Linked DNA regions of Zea mays: region 2 is linked to region 1. Evidence: chromatin contacts called from public Hi-C data. All regions are on one chromosome and are shown on one strand. Each heading gives the region's core, a stretch centred on a gene start, on an enhancer-like site or on the middle of the called end of the contact. The rest is flanking DNA. Distances are from core to core; before and after follow the strand shown. Region 1 holds the start of LOC100304289 (Eukaryotic aspartyl protease family protein). Region 2 holds the start of LOC100276485 (Ninja-family protein 7).

Region 1 (6,073 bases), core at 2,628-5,127:
GGTGGCGCCTACACAATGAAGTATGTGATGATGTCCGGTTACTCTGTTTATATTGAATCCTCGTGTGTTTTCTAATTTTGTTACTTTGCATTTCCAGCACTGCTAGTGCGGTCACTGTGAGAAGCACAATCCGGCGCCTGCGGGAGCAGACCGAAGCATGATTGCGGGCAGCTTGAAAAGGAGTACCTGGATTTTTGTAGTTCAGCCAAGAGCCGTGAACCATTTTGCCTTTTTAGCTAAATGAACAAGAAATGTTTATCTATCTGTAGTGACCACTTTGTACTCATGGTTTGTCATGCTAAATTGATGGTATGCACTATGCAATGCAAATACTTGCGTAATCGTATGTTTTCTTGTGCTGCCGAACAACTTTGATGCTCTGTGATGGTTCTGGTGGTGTTTAGCTGCTGCTAGTATCGAGATCTGGGACATCGTTATACCTAATTGTTCATGCTACCATCTTACAGTATTTGTCAAACGAGGCAGCGGTTTCTGAACACCTAAGAGCAACTCCAGTAGTTCTCTAAAAGACTTTCTAAATTAATAATTTAGTTGTTAACATAAAAACTATTCTTCAACAGTTCTCTAAATGAACTTTCTAAATTTAACAACTTGTCATCTAACCTCATTTTGTCTCTACATTTGGCAACCATTTAACAACTTCCTAAACAAAAATGTTGACTGCATTATATAGTTTTTGTGACTTATTTTTTATGTGGATAAATAAAAAACAAAATTACAACCTATATTTAGAGAACTATCAGAGAACTCACATTTTTTTTTTACTCCAAAAGGCATTTAGCAACTTCTTAAATATGTGATTTAGAGAGCTAAAATTTACATAACTATTGGAGTTGCTCTAAGTATTATGTGAACCAAACAACATGTAAGTATTATTAGTTATGACATTAATTTGTGGCATGTTGTGTAAGCTGGGTTTGCAAAGTTCAGTCCGTTCTTGTTTCAGAATCTGTGTTGCGTATGGGCTCAGTTGTGTGGCCGGCTTTGCCAAAAAAAAAACCGACCACATGCGTACGTGCAGACTGCTGTTTAATTTCAGGTGAACGATTTCCCGTTGCGCTAAGAATCATCTTTTCATTTCATTCAGAAAAAAACCTCGTCACAAATTTTATCAATGCGATGCGATAGAGGAATCAATCATGCATTCGCGGCGTCCGTCAGCAAATCATCATAGGGCGCAGCGCGTGTGCTTGAACCGGAGCCAGCGGTCCCTGAGGTCGAACTCCCAGAGGTGCTCCTGCTGCAGGATGTTGCCGATGACCGACACCCCTGGCCACGCGCCCTCCTGCACGCCGATGCACTTCACCCCTGGCGCCGCGTCGATGACGTAGCTCTTGGCGGGGGGCTCCAGCCGCGCCGACCCGGCGAAGCTTACCTCCAGCTTGGGGATCTCCGGCGCGCCGGCGGTCCAGTTGTAGCAGTACTCGAACGGGTCCATGGCGACCCTGGGCAGCGCGGCGAGGCGCCCGCCGAGCGCGGCGACCACGGCCCGGTACGCCGGGGTGGCGAGGACGGTGAGGCTGGTCCCGGAGTCGAGGATCGCGCCGCCGCCCCGGCCCACGTCCCACACGTCCGCGGGGATGTCGAGCGCCTCGCCGGCCACGTACACGGCGTCCACCGCCACGGCGTAGAACGGGCTCACCCGGCGGTCGAGCACCAGCGGCGTCCGCGCGGCGGGGGCGCCGCCGCCCTCGGGCCCCGGGCCGAAGGTGAGGTAGCTGCTGGCGTTGCGCGGGGCCAGGTGGTCCACGAGGCAGTAGGAGAAGCGGCCCCCGAAGCGCGCGGCGGCGCGGGACGCGAACGAGATGTTGCTGTTGCCCAGGCTCAGCACCCCGTCCGAGGACTGGAAGCTCTGCCCGTCGTACGTGGCGGTGCAGCCCAGAACCACGCCCTGCAGCTTCGCGCGCCTGCCGCCGCCGCCGCTGCCGTCCTCGCTCCCGCTCCCCGACAGCGCGATGGTGGCCGCGTCGGTGCCCACCACGCCGCGCGCCGCGGAGCCGTCCTTGTACCTGCCATGCCATTTGCCACCACACCACGTCGGCATCAGGAGCGGCCACATGGAAAGATTCGGCCGCTACACGTTTTTATTTAACTCAACAAAATGCATTTGCCGATTTGCAAGATTAAGCGACAGTCGTATACATGAACATTGAACAGCCAACGCGTTCGCTGTCCTCGACCTCAGACCGCACTACAGTGTCACAGTACATACAGGAGTCTAGAGTACCAAAGAAAACGCCTTGGCAAACGTTAAGGTTGAGAGAACGCCGGATCGGACAGGCAACCATGCCATGTTCGTGTTTCTGAACTCCCCAAGCTGCCGCCACAAGCAGGGTCACGGGGCGCGGCAGTCCGCCGAGCCAGCACATGGCGCGTGCATTTAGGCACTTGGCGAGGCGGCGGCGGGTGAACAAGTTGCTCCATTTTTTTTAAACAAAACGAACCGGAGACAGGAGGCAGGCGACAGCGCATCGGCGGCCGCGACGCCGCCCTACCTACGCCAACGTGCGCGCCACCAACGATCGGGGCGTCGCGTCGTCCAGATCGCGCGCGACGGATCGGAGAGACGCGGCCGGGGCCGGTGAAGAATAAATGTGTGGTGGTTGCCCGCTCGTCCGTCCCGGCCGGAGCCTGGACAACCTCGACCCGTACAACGTGCTGCTGCCGTGCTGCGGCTGCTTGTGGTTGGCCAATCCCTAGAATCTACTGTCACCGTGAGTCGTGTGTAGTCTACGTCTACCCTGAATGTAGTAGTAGAGGGTGAATTTCACAGGAGAGTCAGTCAAGTGCAAGAGCACAAGGCGCATGAACTCGTGCCCGCACTCACTAGCAGCCCCAGCAATCAGGAGCAGAGCCTGCCGAGCGAAGCAAATTGAATGCCATGCCGCGGCGAGACCGGCAGGAGGAGGAGGAGCACGGTTAAAAAGCTGCGCGAGTAATGGCGCGCGCGAGGTGAGGTCCCGACCCACCCGCTCGCTCACCAACCAACACGGCAACACTTACTACTGCTGCTGCGGTGGTGCCTGTTCTTGGGGAATGGAAATGGGGAGATGGTGAGGTACTGACCGGTAGTCGTAGGCGCAGGGACTAGCCGGCGACGAGCAGTTGGCGAGAGAGAAGGGCACGTAGGAGGTGCAGGTGTCGGAGGAGCACGCGAGGGGCGCCCACGACCTGGACTCGGAGGCGCGGAACTCGCGCGCCGGCGGGTCCGAAGCCGGTGGTCCAGCAGCGCCGCGGCACTTGACCCAGGTGAGGTCGCTGCCGGTGTCCGCCACCAGCACGAACGGCTGCGCGGGGGTGCCCACGCGGAAGCGCACGAAGTACTGGCCCGTGCCGGTGTAGGCCCCCGACGAGAGCGGCATGGCGAAGGCGGACGCGCCCACGTCGGCGGCGCGGCGCCGGCGGGACGCCAGCTGCGACCGGATGTACGCGTGGCGGCGCGCGTCGTCCCTCGCGCGCTCGCCCAGGGACGCGCCCGGCGCGGCGGGGACGAGGTCCAGCCGCGGCCGCGCCGGCTTCGGCTTCCTCCCGCCGCGCTGCCGCTGCTGGTGCTGTCGCCCGCCGCCCGACGCTGCCGCTGCCGCCGCGGCCAGCACGAGCAGCGCTAGTAGCAGCAGGTGGCCGCGCGACGCCATTTCTTGATCCTTGCTTGGCTTGCGGCCTCCTTCGATCCGATCCCTTCACGCCGTCACACGATGGCAACGGCGGACGACCCACGACGATGTTCCGCTGCTACGTACTGGGAAGAGGAGCAGCAGCGGGCATTTCGGCCTCCGCGCGAGCGTTGTCGGGTCGCGTGCTCGGCTGCTCGTGTTTACTCAGTCGAAGAAGAGGGAGGTGGCCGGAGCGGAGCAGAGTTTTTGGCTGCGTCCGTGACGGCGAAGCGGGGGAGACGTCGTCTTTTATAAACAAAATGGCTGGCGCTCTGCCCGTGGATTGGGTTGGGTCGGATCGTGCGCGCTTCGCTGGCGTTTGGCAAGCGCGACTGATTGGCGGCCGGGTCGAGCGAGCCAGGATGATAGATGATCTCCTTTCCTTCTTCCTGGTTCCTGCCCGCCGGAGATTTGCTCGCTGTCCGCCGTGGGCCATGGGCCCGGCCGCTCTAGTTGCCAGGCATGTTATGTTCGTGTGGGCCTCACATTCGAGTCCATCCATGGAAATCTTACGGCAGTAACGGCTATCTTATCGCGACAGAAATCCAGCTCTGCAAGATCACCGGCTGGCTGGTTTCAGGGCGGGGGGGAAGGAATCGAAAGGTAGGCAACAATGCGATCTGCAGAAGATGATTTCGCCCGGGTCCGGTCCTCCGGATGCCCGTTGGCAGCTACTAGCTAGGACGGCGAGCAAGCCGGATTCGCCGTCCTGATTGGCGATTCCGATCAGATCAGTTCCCCCAATCAGCACCTACTCCTTCGGTCCTTCCTACTCACACTATGCGCTGAACCAGGACAGACGCAGGTGCAGAGCTGCTAGTGCCCTGACTACATGCACACTCGATCGGTCGTTGGCGTGGTGCCGTGGTGGGGCCGTAATACTGTCTGGACGTGCCAAATCTCTGTCCGGACCAGCAGCTGCTGTGCTACTGTAGATTACATGGCTGGGCTCCGCGCGCACATTGGTCGTTGTGCCACCCATGCCGTGCCACGTTGCGCGCCCAGGTGTGCATGCACGTCCGCAGCCGCAGGTGACAGTGAGTCAGTGACACACAGGCGGCCCCTGTCATCGTTTGCAGTTTGCTCCGGTGAGCGACCGATCCAGCGTTGGCTGCGTGGGCCGTGGGCACAGGCATGCTGCTTGTTGGCTTCCCAGGAGCCCGGAGTCTTTTCTTTTGGTGACGCAAGCAAGGAGGCGACAAGTGGCACGTCGATCGACCAATGACGCGGCTGCACATTCGTTGCCCTTGCCCGCGTCGACAAGGGGCGGTGACGCATGCGCGCCGCCACGCGGCCGCTGCCGTTACGCTTGGCGGAGGTAGCCTCACGAGATAGAGATGACCGGCACAAGGGAGAGGAGAGGAGACACCGACCCAGCCCAATCGATGGACAGCACGCGCACACAACGACCAAGCTAAAACGTACAGTACAGGTGTTTGTTGAAATCCGTCCGTAAGCTTACTACACGCCTCGACATCTATCTTCCTGTCACGCACACGTTAGTTATGTACAGCACACACGCGTGCAGTGTGTTTGAATTTAGGCCATCCCGTATTTAATTTATCCATAGATAACCTACGAAAACAGATAAGTTGGCGGTGCTGTAACAGCACAGGATAAGGCTAGCTCCAACAAGGCACGGTAAGACTGTCTCCAACAGCACCCTTAGGGTCCTGTCCTCTAAATATAGAGGACTGTCAGGTCCCCTACGGCTCCAGCAAGGCACTCTATACCGTCCTCTAAATTTTAGAGGATGTGGCAGACACTCTAAATGTGGAGGGCTCCGGTAGTGCGCTATCCGCGCTCTTCGTCCACCAGCCGCCGCCAGGAAACTTCCCCGCATTCCTACCCCGCGCTGGCGACTGCATCTTCCGGGGCCGAGCCCTCGATCCGGCGCGCTTCGCCGCCGGCATCGAGGCAGGAGGGCGAGAAGCGGCCGTGCGGAGGCGGGTCTATCGGCGTAGAGCTCGCACCCCTTGGAACCGAGGCCGCGCGACCCCCCGCAACCGAAGATCCAAGCCAGCTTCCCCCTGTTCGTCGCCGGAGAGTCACCATCGGCAAAAGGCTTCGTCGTCCGCCGACTTCGTCGAAGGCAGCCGGCAAAAGGAAGAGAACCTCCTCGCCGCCGTCGTCTTCGTCTTCGATTCGGTCCACCGAGGCAGATCCGCGAACAGCGAGGTACCAACTACACAAATCATTTTTTGTTTAGTACTTAATCAGTACCGTATTTTATTGTTCGTATTCGGTAGTATGGATTAGGGTTTCTGGGATGTTTAGGGTTGACGATGTTGAGCATTGTAAATAATGCGCATGAATTTGATGCATCAATGGCTTATTGTTGTGTCCGGATGCTTCATTTTAGACCGGATTTGCGGGATCCATTTCGGGTTTGGGGGGGT
Region 2 (6,073 bases), core at 2,336-4,835, 540 kb after region 1:
TAAATGCTATTGAATCATCATATCTTCTAAAGACAGTAACACCTATATCTGTAAAAAGACAGTTGTAGCCCATTTTACATAATTGCGAAACTGAAAGCAAGTTATAGTCTAAAAATCTACAAGAAAAACATTGGAAATGGAATGGTCAGGAGATATATCAATTTTACCCAATCCTTTGACCAAACCTTGATTTCCATCCCCGAATGTGATAGCTCGTTGGGGATCTTGGTTTTTCTCGTAGGAGGAGAACATCTTCTTCTCCCCTGTCATATGGTTTGTGCACCCGTTATCGATGATCCAACTTGAGCCCCCGGATGCATAAACCTACAAAACAAGTTTAGTTCTTGATTTTAGGTACCAAAACGGTTTTGGGTCCTTTGACATTAGATACAAGAACTTTGGGTACCCAAACACAAGTCTTGGCGCCCTTGTGTTTGTCCCCAACATACTTGGCAACTACCTTGCCTGATTTGTTGGTTAGCACATAAGATGCATCAAAAGTTTTAAATGAAATGTTAGAATCATTTGATGCAATAGGAATTTTCTTCTTAGGCAATTTTGCACGGGTTGATTGCCTAGAGCTAGATGTCTCACCCTTATACATAAAAGCATGATTAGGGCCAGAGTGAGACTTCGTAGAGTGAATTCTCCTAATTTTGCTCTCGGGATAACCGGCAGGGTACAAAATATAACCCTCGTTATCCTGAGGCATGGGAGCTTTGCCCTTAACAAAGTTAGATAATCTTTTAGGAGGGGCACTAAGTTTGTCATTGTCTCCCTTTTGGAAGCCAATGCCATCCTTGATGCCAGGGCGTCTCCCACTATAGAGCATGCTTCTAGCAAATTTAAAATTTTCATTTTCTAAGTCATGCTCGGCAATTTTAGCATCTAATTTTGCTATATGATCATTTTGTTGTTTAATTAAAGCCATATGATCATGAATAACGTCAATGTTAACATCTCTACACCTAGTGCAAATAGTAACATGCTCAATGGTAGATGTAGGGGGTTTGCAAGAATTAAGTTCAACAATCTTAGCACGCAAAATATCATTGTTATCTCTAAGATCGGAAATTGAAGCATTGCAAACATCTAATTCTTTAGCCTTAGCAATTAATTTTTCATTATCATTTCTAAGGCTAGCAAGAGAAACATTTAATTCTTCAATCTTAGCAAGTAATTTAACTTTATCATCTCTAAGATTGGAAATTGAAACATCACTAACATTAGAATCAACCTTAGCATTTAAACTAGCATTCTCATTTCTAAGGTTGGTAATGACATCATGGCAAGTGCTTAGCTCACTAGATAATTTTTCACATTTTTCTACTTCTAGAGCATAAGCATTCTTAACCTTAACATGCTTCTTATTTTTCTTAATTAGGAAGTCATCTTGGGAGTCCAAGAGTTCATCCTTTTCATTAATAACACTAATTAATTCATTTAATTTTTCTTTTTGTTGCATGTTTAGGTTGGCAAAAAGGATACACAAATTATCCTCCTAATCACTACAATTATCCTCATCACTAGAGGTTTCATATTTAGTGGAGGATCTTGATTTTACCTTCTTCCTTTTGCCGTCCTTTGCCATGAGGCACTTGTGGCCGACGTTTGGGAAGAGGAGGCCCTTGGTGACGGCGATGTTGGCGGCGTCCTCGTCGGAGGAGGAGTCGGTGGAGCTCTCGTCGGAGTCTCATTCACGGCACACATGGGCATCGCCGCCCCTCTTCTTGTGGTACCTCTTCTTTTCTCTCCTCTTGCCCTTCTTGTCGTCGCCCTTGTCACTGTCACTAGATAGTGGACATTTTGCAATAAAATGACCGGGCTTACCACACTTGTAGCAAACTTTCTTGGAGCGGGGCTTGTAATCCTTCCCCCTCCTTTGCTTGAGGATTTGGCGGAAGCTTTTGATGATGAGCGCCATCTCCTCATTGTCGAGCTTGGAGGCATCGATGGGTGGTCTACTTGATGTAGATTCCTCTTTCTTCTCCTCCATCGCCTTGAATGCGACCGGTTGTGCTTCGGGCGTGGAGGGGCCGTCGTGCTCGATAATTTTCTTTGAGCCTTTGATCATCAACTCAAAGCTCACAAAGTTTCCTATTACTTCTTCGGGAGCCATTAGTGTATATCTAGGATTACCACGAATTAATTGAACTTGCGTAGGGTTAAGGAACACAAGTGATCTAAGAATAACCTTAACCATTTCATGGTCATCCCATTTTTGCTCCCGAGGTTGCGCACTTGGTTTACCAAGGTCTTGAGCCGGTTGTACATATCTTGTGGCTCCTCCCCTTAGCGAAGCTGGAAGCGACCGAGCTCCCCCTCGATCGTCTCCCGCTTGGTGATCTTGGTCACCTCGTCTCCTTCGTGCGCGGTCTTTAGCACGTCCCAAATTTTCTTTGCACTCTTCAACCCTTGCACCTTATTATACTTCTCTCGACTTAGAGAGGCGAGGAGTATAGTCGTGGCTTGGGAGTTGAAGTGTTGGATTTGTCCGGTGAATTATAGCGGAGCGCCCTCTGATTTTCCCGAAGGTAACGAGTTCAGCTTCGAGTGCCCCGGTGCACCGGACAGTCCGGTGCGCCAGACCAGGGTGCTTTTTGGGATGTCTTTTGCTCTCTTTGTTTGAACCCTTTCTTGGTCTTTTTATTAGCTTATTGTGAACCTTTGGCACCTGTAGAACTTATAGACTAGAGCAAACTAGTTAGTCCAATTATTTGTGTTGGACAATTCAACCACCAAAATTAAATAGGAAAATGTGTAAGCCTAATTTCCTTTCAATGGTGTTTGGAACCACCTCAATTTTCATGAACTAGTTTGTTAGGAGAGGTTAGCTTCTTGGTTTAAAAAAACTAGAAATCTTATTTCTATAAACCGAAACATAAGCTGTTTTGTTTTGAACCCTTTTAGTTTTTATAAAACGGTTTGTTAAAAACTAGGGGCTTCTAAACAGACTCTTAGAACATGTTTGGAAGCAACTTAGGGCTTGTTTGAAAGCACCCAATTTTTAAGAATCTGTTTTATAAAAACCGAGGTGTTCCAAACATATCAGTTTATATCAAAATTTGTAGAAACTGGATTCTCATATTCTTAAATCTAAGGTCCTATTTGAAAGCAATCTAGTTTTTAAGAATCCGGTTTCTATCTCTAGTTTTCTAGAAACCGGTTATAAAAAATTGCTTTATGGTGTTTGAAACCATATCAGTTTTTATAAAACTAGTTCTAGCCAATGGAGACTAGCTTCTTGTTTTTTAAGAAACTGAAAATCTAGTTTCTATAAAATGAGACACAAACTAGTATGTTTAGAACTATCTCGTATCTATAAACCAGTTTCTTAAAAACTGAGTGCTACTATACTATAAACCAGTTTTTTTATAAGGGTTAGTTTAGAAACTCTATTTTCCCAAATAATTTCTATTTTTTCAAGAAAAAATAAACTAATTTATTTTAGAAAAATAGAAATTAGATTCTCAAACTAGTCCTAAACAAGTTTCTAAAAACTAGAGATAAAACAAACATGCTTCTACTGGTAATCCTTGTCAAGTGTCAACCCAACCGTCCACGGTCCGCCCTCCTCCTTCGTTCACGTCTTCCTCCTCGCGTTCCTCTCGTCAGTACGGCGACGCCGCAAGGCTCGCACCGCTGACAGTCCCCCTTCCCGGATCGAGCCTCTCTTTTCCCAGATCGGATTCTAATTTGGCTATCGCCGCCGCCCTACGCCAGGTGCCGAGTCCTTAGCTGATCTTCGCCGGCGAGGAGCGCCCACCAGGTATTCCTACACCATTCTCTTCCCAATCTGCTGTGCGAGACCGAGTTCCCAAACTCTAACCTCAAGCCCTTTACCTATTTGACGCTTACTAACTCCTAACTTTCTGCAAAAATTATCGGGTGTACATGTGTACACCCATGACCCATGTCCCTTTACTAGATCCGCCGTCTTCATTGGGCCTTTCACTAGTTGTTCGCTGGGCCCTTCTCTAGTTGTTCACCGGGACCTTCGCTAGTTGTTCGCCGGGACCAGGCATGCTGACCCCTTCTCTTCCGTTCCTGCTGTAGGAAACCGAGCACCCAAACCCTAACATGAACTATTTGACCATTTGTATACGGATCCGCTATAATTAAGTGTATGCATATATTTTACCCACTAACTTCGATTTTCTTGCAAATTTTTTCGAGTGCACATGTGTACACCCATGCCTCCACTCTGTAGGATATCTAGCCACAGTGGCATAGCTAGAAACTTTCTATTGGGTGTGCTCTAATGTCTTGGAGTATCATACCACTAGCATATATCATGTGATAACGCTACGATCCTGTGGAGGGGAGCGGAGAGGTCGACAGTGGCGGCACAAGGGGAGGGGTTGACGACTATGGCGGTCGCAGCGCGAGTGAGGGGGAGAGGGCGGCTGGGACGGAGCAGAGGGGGAGGGGGAGGCTGGGGTGGCGGGATCTCAGGGGAGGGGGAGAGATGATCAAAATAATATTGTCCATTGGATTTGAGTAAGTACAGGAGAGGGGGTTATTCAATGATCTACACTGTTGGTTTTGATGGTGTGTAAAGTCTAGGTGTAATTTGTTTAGTGGTTTTAGTGGAGGTTATGAGTGTGGGGTGATTTGGTTGGGTGAGTTTTGCAAAGTTTAAACTGATGGATTATATAGTGAAAGTCGCCTAGGGGGGTGGATAAGCGAAATCTGAAAATTATAACTTTACACCCCAACTAGATCCCTTGATTAGTGGTTAGAACAAGATTCACAATTATCGGAGTATAAAACTAAAACCTTTGCTTGCAATGAGTATTGTTTTCAAAGAGTGCGGAATTTAATCAATAACAATACTATTAGAAATGTTAGTGGAGAATAATGCAAGAGGGGTTAGTTAAGAAGAAGATAAACACAAGTTCTTTCTTGCAAGGAGTTGCTTCTCTAAATGAGAATTTAACTTGAAGCAACACACAATAATGTTAGCAAAGAGTAGCGCAAGAGAACTTAGAAAGGGAGAGAACAAACAAATCACAAGCAATAAACACACGAGACACGGGTGATTTGTTTTACCGAGGTTCGGCCCTCGAAGGCCTAGTCCCCGTTGAGGAGTCCACTAAGGACGGGTCTCTTTCAACCCTTTCCCTTCTCTCTACCGATCCCGAAGATCGGCAAGCTCTTCTTCTTCTCAAGGATCAATTAAGACCCCGCAAGGATCACCACACACTTAGGTGTCTCTTGCTAGCTTTACAAGCCTCCAAAACTTTGGAGGAAGTCCAATGGGAGTCAAAACTCCACGCGCAAATGAACGCAAGATGTAGCACACACTTTCTCTCAATGAATCTCACAAGGCACTAGAGCTAAACTCTCACAAGAGGCTTTCTTTTGCTTGCTCTCTCTTTTGTGGCACTTGTGTGGTTTGTAGTGGTCTAAATCTTGTGTATAGGATGGATCAATGAATAGAGGTGGTTGGGAGGGCTTGGATATGTCAACTATATGACTTGGAATGTTGCTTGGGCTCCCACACCTTGAAGTGGACGGTTGGGGTGGTATTTATAGCCCTCAACCACCCATATAGCCGTTGGGGCGCATCTGCCTGAAGTTGCACTGGCGGACGGTCCGCGGCTAGGGCCCAGACAGTCCGCGACCCTCCAACGGTCGATTCTGACATCTTCAACGGATACTTCTGACAGATCAACGACTAGATCAACGGCTATCTGCCTCGGTGACACCATGCGGACGGTCCGCCCTTGGTCCCTGACGGTCCGCGCTAGCTCTATAATTCCTTTTGCTCAACTTGTCACCTTCGGGCTTTTCGGTTCTGTGCCGACCGGACGGTCCGTGCCTGGTCTCGGACGGTGCTTGCTTTTCCATCGGACGGTCCGCAGTGTTGACTTGCATTTATGCAGTGGTTCTGTCCGAGGGTCATCCTGGTGTCGCGGACGGTCCGCCGCAAGGGCCCGGACGGTCCGCACTTGGTCGGTTTTTCCAAAAAGTTTCTCCTGTCCGGAATAATCTACGGTATTCCGGACAGTCGATTTAGAATAGTTGTAGATGAACTTATGCACCTGTAGAATATATAATCTAGAGCAAA

What was found. A called contact is a pair of places that touch in the nucleus more often than the background predicts.
Region 2: a Hi-C map of leaf shows a contact between it and region 1, with 7 times the contacts expected there. The contact joins the promoter of LOC100276485 here to the promoter of LOC100304289 in region 1. A contact is called at or near these places in 2 of 25 Hi-C or Micro-C datasets (ear and leaf).

What each region holds. Positions count from the first base shown.
Region 1 is chr8:68,441,307-68,447,379 of Zm-B73-REFERENCE-NAM-5.0, forward strand. It overlaps LOC100304289 (Eukaryotic aspartyl protease family protein), which reads right to left and starts at 3,878. Exons shown (of 2, transcript NM_001165731.2): 1 at 3,088-3,878; 2 at 1,078-2,030. The coding sequence starts at 3,656. The coding sequence ends at 1,190. It overlaps LOC100280675 (60S ribosomal protein L37a), which reads left to right. Exons shown (of 5, transcript NM_001154551.3): 4 at 1-20; 5 at 98-366. The coding sequence ends at 161. LOC118473102 (a long non-coding RNA gene) reads left to right here and starts at 5,430. Exons shown (of 2, transcript XR_004851958.1): 1 at 5,430-5,852.
Region 2 is chr8:68,985,822-68,991,894 of Zm-B73-REFERENCE-NAM-5.0, forward strand. LOC100276485 (Ninja-family protein 7) reads left to right here and starts at 3,586. Exons shown (of 3, transcript NM_001150261.1): 1 at 3,586-3,769.